2 separate regions of the Mus musculus genome follow, and region 1 is linked to region 2. A link is a contact called in public HiChIP or PLAC-seq data. All regions are on one chromosome and are shown on one strand. The core of a region is the stretch at or near the end of the contact, and the rest is flanking DNA. Distances in the headings are between cores, read along the strand shown.

The links. HiChIP or PLAC-seq counts read pairs in DNA pulled down with a chosen protein or histone mark.
Region 1: an H3K4me3 HiChIP or PLAC-seq map of embryonic limb bud shows a contact between it and region 2, with 3 times the contacts expected there. The contact joins the enhancer-like site here to the promoter of Ift22 in region 2. A contact is called at or near these places in 6 of 484 Hi-C or Micro-C datasets (CD4 single positive thymocytes, embryonic retina, embryonic stem cells and 3 more), 13 of 115 datasets of contacts at active chromatin or transcription factors (the 230-238 cell line, T-cell acute lymphoblastic leukemia, craniofacial prominence and 6 more) and 2 of 9 other capture datasets (adipose tissue and pancreatic islet).

What each region holds. Positions count from the first base shown.
Region 1 is chr5:136,809,830-136,812,863 of GRCm38.p6, reverse strand. The region is part of intron 3 of Col26a1 (collagen, type XXVI, alpha 1); the gene reads left to right. Among named protein-coding and RNA genes, the nearest start is that of Gm30654, 15 kb to the left of the region's middle. Within about 2 kb of position 1,778, at least 33 of the 459 cell types and tissues checked have an H3K27ac peak or open chromatin away from gene starts, as enhancers often do. A contact at or near this core is called in craniofacial prominence, embryonic limb bud and nephron progenitors, where this site is marked.
Region 2 is chr5:136,906,450-136,909,482 of GRCm38.p6, reverse strand. Ift22 (intraflagellar transport 22) reads right to left here and starts at 1,333. Exons shown (of 5, transcript NM_026073.3): 1 at 1,213-1,333. The coding sequence starts at 1,251.

The DNA.
Region 1 (3,034 bases), core at 529-3,028, 97 kb after region 2:
GCCGGAGTTTCATCCCCGGAATGGAGAGTATACAGAGTGAACTGATTCTTGAATGGTGTCCTCTGGCCTTCACATGCATGCTGGGGTATGTATGCATATACTCCATACATTATACACACAGTAAGTAAGTAAATAAATAAATAAAATTAAGGAAATACAAATTTATTTGGGCTCCCATTTTGAAGGTCCAGTCCATCATGGCTGCAGGAGCGAGGCGGCTGTTACTGTGTCCACAGTCAGGAAGCAGAGAGAGATGGATGCTGGAGCTCAGCTCACTTTGTCTTTTTTTTTTTTTTTTTTTTTTTTTTTTTTTTTTTTTTTTGCTCAGAAACCCAGGCCACATCTAGAGTAGACATCCCCACTTTAACAACCTGATCTATTTAATTTTATTAAAAAAATTGGCATTTATGTTATTTGTGTGTATGTGTGTGTGCACAGGTGCACCTGTGGAGGTCAGAGAACAACTGTGGATATCGGTTCTCTCCTTCCACCATATGGGTCCTAAGGGGTTGAACTCAGGTTGCCAGGCTTGGCGGCAAGTGCTTTTACTCGGTGAACCATCTCACAGGCCCTCAACTAACCTAATCTAGATAATCCTTCATGGACTAGTGCAGGGGTCCGTTTCCATGGTGATTCTAAATCATGATCATTAAGAGTAGTCATTATTGAGACATTGTTGAGACAGATTGCGACTTCTAATAGCCCTGCCTGGGTTGGGACTGGGGAAGGACTGCACTGGGGGCGGGGGGGGGGGGGGAAGGCTGGGGTGGGTCTCCATCTCATGCTGCATCCACGGGCATGGATGGTTGCATCTTCTCCCTGTGTTCCTGATGTTCTTCTCAGATGGCAGTGTGTAGGAAGCATCAGGTCTAAGTTTATCCCGGGTTCCACAGTCCATCTTCACCCTCTGAGGTTGGGATCCACTGATGAACTCCATCCCTGAGCCTGGGAAGAATCTAGAAAGGGTCGGACATTTGTGAAGGTTCTAGAAAGGTCTGGAGAATATTTTTCTGATGGTAGCATGATCCCCATCACACTGCTCAGTGGATCCTCTATACTTTATAAATCGTGACTGTTTTCTTCCGTGTGTGTGCACGCGTGTGATATGCACGTGTGAAGGGCATAGGCTATGCCAGGATATCGTCTCCAAACCATTCCATAAAGCAGTGGCTCTCAGCCTTCCTAAGGCTGCGACCCTTTAATACAGTTCCTCGTGTTGTGGTGACTGCCACCCATAAAATTATTCCCATTGCCACTTCATAACTGTAATTTTGCTACTGTTATGAATTCTAGTGTAAGTGTGTGTTTTTCCGATGGTCTCAGGTGATCTCTGTGAAAATGTCCTCCGAACCTCAAAGGGATCTTGACCCATAGGTTGAGAACCACTGCCATCGAGGAACTGAGTTGGATTTTTGGTTCTGTGTCACACTCTCTGGAACCCAAGGTTTTCAATGTCCTGTTCCATCCCCTTGAGGTTTGCAAGACAGCTTCAGCCTGGCCCCGGAGCAGAGCGGGAACTGGAGCGTTGACCCTGAGCTAGGGGTCTTCCAGAGGAGGGCTGGAGCCTGTCCCCCCTCCCCTTCCCCCCCCCAGTCAGCTTGCTCCCCTTCTACTACCATCCCACCAGCAACTGCAGGAACAGGCCCCCGTCTGCATTTATGGAATTCCTGTCTGCAAAAGCCTCACAGTTGTTTTCGATTAGCGTACAAGTCGACATGCGCGTAGAACATCTGCTGTTAATCCAGGTCCCGGTGGAAGGGAGATGCCAACACGTCGTTTATTAGGCACGTCCATCCCATAATGTCCTCGCTCTGCCTTTGTCTTCCATGGAGGAGGCCGTAAGGGTTCCAGAGTGTCTTTTATTTGGCTGCAGACCATGTTTCCTCCCGCCTAACGGGATCAGGACGGAATGGATTCCAGGTTGTTAATGTATGCTATTTTGGAACCGGACTCTGCCGCTATTCATTCTGAAGTCTCTGGGCAAATATCCAACTCATGTTTGCCCCTGGTCATCAAGGCGGCATCAGAAACCTGGGTCCAGTCCTCTGGGGAAGGGCAGGGGGCACCGGAGGAGTGGGAGGAAAGAAACTCATATCCACAGCTCCTGATTTTAAGGGAATTCTGGGCAGACACCGGTAGATGGGCGGGGCGGGAGGCGGTGTTAGATGATGGACAAAGGAGTCTTTGGAGTCCCGGTTCTGGGCAAGGAGGAGGTGAAGTGGAACACCACTTCCAGAGCCACTGGAAGGGCTGCAGAGAAGGCTCAGTGGGTAAAGTCCTGGCCGCAGAAGTGTGGGGCCGGGGTTTGAGTCCCCTTGGCGGAACATATCTGCAGCTCTGCCATTGGGGAAGGCAGAGAGGCTAACTGATCCCAGAGGCTCAGCAGTGGACCAGCCCATCTAGCTGGATCGGCCATCTCCAGGCTCAGACAGGGTTGCTCTCTCAAAGAAATAAGGTGAAGAGTGATTCAAGGGAGAGCCAAAATCAACCTCTGGCCTCCAAACAGACACGCGCCCCCCCCCACACACACACGAGAGAGAGAGAGAGAGAGAGAGAGAGAGAGAGAGAGAGAGAGAGAGAGAGAAAGAGAGAGAACACAGAGAGAGAACAGACACAGACAGAGACAGACCAAGATAGAGACAGACAGACATATACACACAAAGACAGAGACAGACAGACAGACACACAGAGACAAAGACAAAGAGAGACAGAGAGAGTGGAAGGAGGAGAAGAGAAGAGAAGAGAAGAGGAGAGGAGAGGAGAGGAGAGGAGAGGAGAGGAGAGGAGAGGAGAGGAGAGGAGAGAAGGGAAGAGATCTGGAAAGACCCTGAAGAATCTTTAGGGTGGAATGCTGTCCCAGAGTGTCCCCAGCTATAGTGGACCCCCTATGGCTTTATAAGCAGTGGCTTTTCTTTTTTTGTTGTGTGTATACCTGTATGATGTGTGCCTATAAGCATGGAGTGTGTGGAAGACAGCAGTTTGAGTTGCGATGTCTTCCTCCATCCCTTAACCCCATTCCTTTCTGAGACAGAAT
Region 2 (3,033 bases), core at 84-2,583:
GCTGGCGTGGGTTCTGGAAACCGAACTCAGCTCTCTCTGCGAGAGCAGTATGTGTTCTTAGTCACCAAGCTGTCTTTCCAGCCCCTCCTTTCTTTTAAGCCTTCTCCTCCTCTCTGCCCCAGGCTAGACTCAACACTCCTATATGGTCCAGACTGGTCTCAAACTTGTGGCAACCCTGAGTGTCTTGTATGCTGAGGTGTCAGGCCTGCGCCACACATGGCTCAATCCTCCTTTGCTTCTGTGCATACTTAGCAACTTCTTTCTCTGACAGGTTTCACGTATCCCAGGCCGGCTTCAGACTTGCTATTGTAGCCCGGGCTGTGGCCTTGAACTGTCAATCATCGTGCCTCTCTACCTTCCAAACCCTGAAACTGAGGCATGTACCACCATGAATGTTTTATATGAAGAGGATTGAACCCCGGGATTCCTGTATGCTAGGCAAACATCCTATCACCCAGCTCTACCCCAGCCTCCTAACTTAGGATTAAAAACATATCTTCACCATATAGTCACCTATGAATGTACATTGGTTCTCATGTTTGGTCCATCAGCCAATAACCTCAGATGAAGATCACATTATTAAGCTAACCTTCTGAGCTGGGACCCAAGGATTTGAACTTTAACCATGTAGGTAATTCCCGAATTCTACTATCTATCTATCTATCTATCTATCTATCTATCTATCTAATTTTGTTATCGGAGACATGTCACATTGTAGCTCAGGCTGTCCCAGAACTCAATACATAGCCCAGGCTGGCCTTAAACTTGTGATCACTCCTCCACTGCCTGCTGAGTCCTGGTATTATTACAGGCATGGGACACTGCACCCAGCTTCCTTCTACAGTTAACTTATTTGCATGTTTAGTTTCGGTCCATCTGAACTTTAATTCGGTGAATCACATATAGAGTGACTTCCTCATATTAATAACCACTTGCTCCAAGTCCCTATATTGAAAATATCTAGTTTTCTAATCTCATGGACACATTCCTTTTGCACGGAAGGTTCGGAGGGGAAGTCATGAGGCGCCCCTTATTTCCGCTGCCCTTGAGACCTGGGTACCTCAATATTCTCCTCCACTACTTGGGAGGGGTGAACTGGATGAAGGCCTGGTCACGGTAGCGCCAGCTGCCGCCCTCAGTGGGGTTGCTGGTACAAAGTTGCACCTCCTGAGAACAACCCCAGTTCTAGGGAGCCCCCGAGCCCTGAGTTACCTCGCAGGGGCCCACGAAGAGGATCTTAGCCTTCAGCATCGCTGTCCGTTAACACGAACCCGCGGAAGCCCACCACCAAAGCGCGCTAAGCTCCCCGCCGCGTCCGCCAGTCTGGGCCGCATGCTCTGATTGGCTGGTCAGTTTCCACGGCGACCGGGAACAGCTGCGCAGTAGCCCAGGAAACCCTGACAGTTCCGGGAGCCTGGAAAAGTGGCCTACGATGGAAGCTGAGGAGGACCAAAAGAGAAAAGGCAAAGCTGGTCCTGCTAACTGCAACCTGAGCGTTCTGGAAGGGGTACAAGAGCCAGGCTCCAACCTGCTTTATTTCTCCCGGTCTTCCTGAACGCTCCATAGATTAAGGGAGCTGCTAAACTTGCCTGGAAAACAGTACTGTGATTTTGGTTTTCTTTTATTTCCGCGGTGGATGCTGGAGATTGAACTCAGGTGGTCATCAATCCTAGGAAAGCGCTCTGTCATTGACACCATATCCCCAGTCCAACTCGCATGTAGACCTGCTGGCCTCAAACTCAAAGATATCCACCTGCCTTTGCCCCCCCAACTTTAATACCATTGAAGGCATGTGTCACCACTCTCGACTCCCAACTTTTTTTTCAATTTAAAAGGTTATATCTATCAATCAATCATCATCTATCTGCGTGTATGTGTGTCCGCCATGATACATATGTGAAGATCAGAGGACAAGCCATAGGACTCAGTTTTCTTCTCCCACCACCATTTCAGGCTTGGTGGTTCCGGCCGTTACCTGATGAGTCACTTTGCAGCCCTGTCATTATTTATTTTGATGCTGAGATTGTTCTTGGCGGCGGAGAAGCTTCTCCAAACCAGTGTGTGTGTTCTTTTGACATTTCGGTCATTCTCTGAGTTTTTTCATATTAAAAACAAAAAAAAAAAAAAAAAAAAAAATCAAAACCTACGCGCGCGTGTGGACACACACACACACACACACATACACACACGTATACAAAAGTGCAGGTGGTTGTGGAAGCCAGAAGGAAGTGCCCTGGAGCTAGAGTTATGGAAGTTCAGTTGCCCAAAATGGATGCTGGAAACCAAAGTCGGGGCTCCTCTGAGAGCAGTCAGTGCTTTAAACTCCGAGCCATCTCCCCAGCCCCGGCTTTCATACTTTTAAGCACCATTATATTAATCGCGGGTGGTTAATTTTATTGCTCTTGTTCCAGAGTGGCAATGTATTACATACATTCTTTCGCATGCATTGAAAAAAAAAATTTAGGGCTGGTGAGATGGCTCAGTGGGTAAGAGCACCCGACTGCTTTTCCGAAGGTCCAGAGTTCAAATCCCAGCAACCACATGGTGGCTCACAACCATCCGTAACAAGATCTGACTCCCTCTTCTGGAGTGTCTGAAGACAGCTATAGTGTACTTACATATAATAAATAAATAAATAAAAAAGAAAAAAGAAAAAAAATTTAAAAGTTTCAAAAGACAAGAGACCCCCTCAGGAAAATTATTTCTTTACAACAACCTGGAAAATTTGAAGGGAACTTTGTGTTCCTGCCTCTGACTTTCGGCATGAAACACACTTAGGTCCCCGGCCCGAGCTGTAGGAGAAGTTGGTGTCAGGTCATTGGGCAGCATATATTCAGAGATGGGACTGCTTGCCCTTTCGCACCTCAAGTTTCCTTTTCAGATGAGAGAGAAACTACACAGTGTGTTTCCCCTTACCAGGTAAATTCCTATAGAGTAGTGTGCATATATGCATGTGCGTGTCTCTCTGTGATCCTGTGGAGGACAGAGGTTGGCTTTGTATATTTCCCTATCAATTTCTACCCTTCTCCTCCT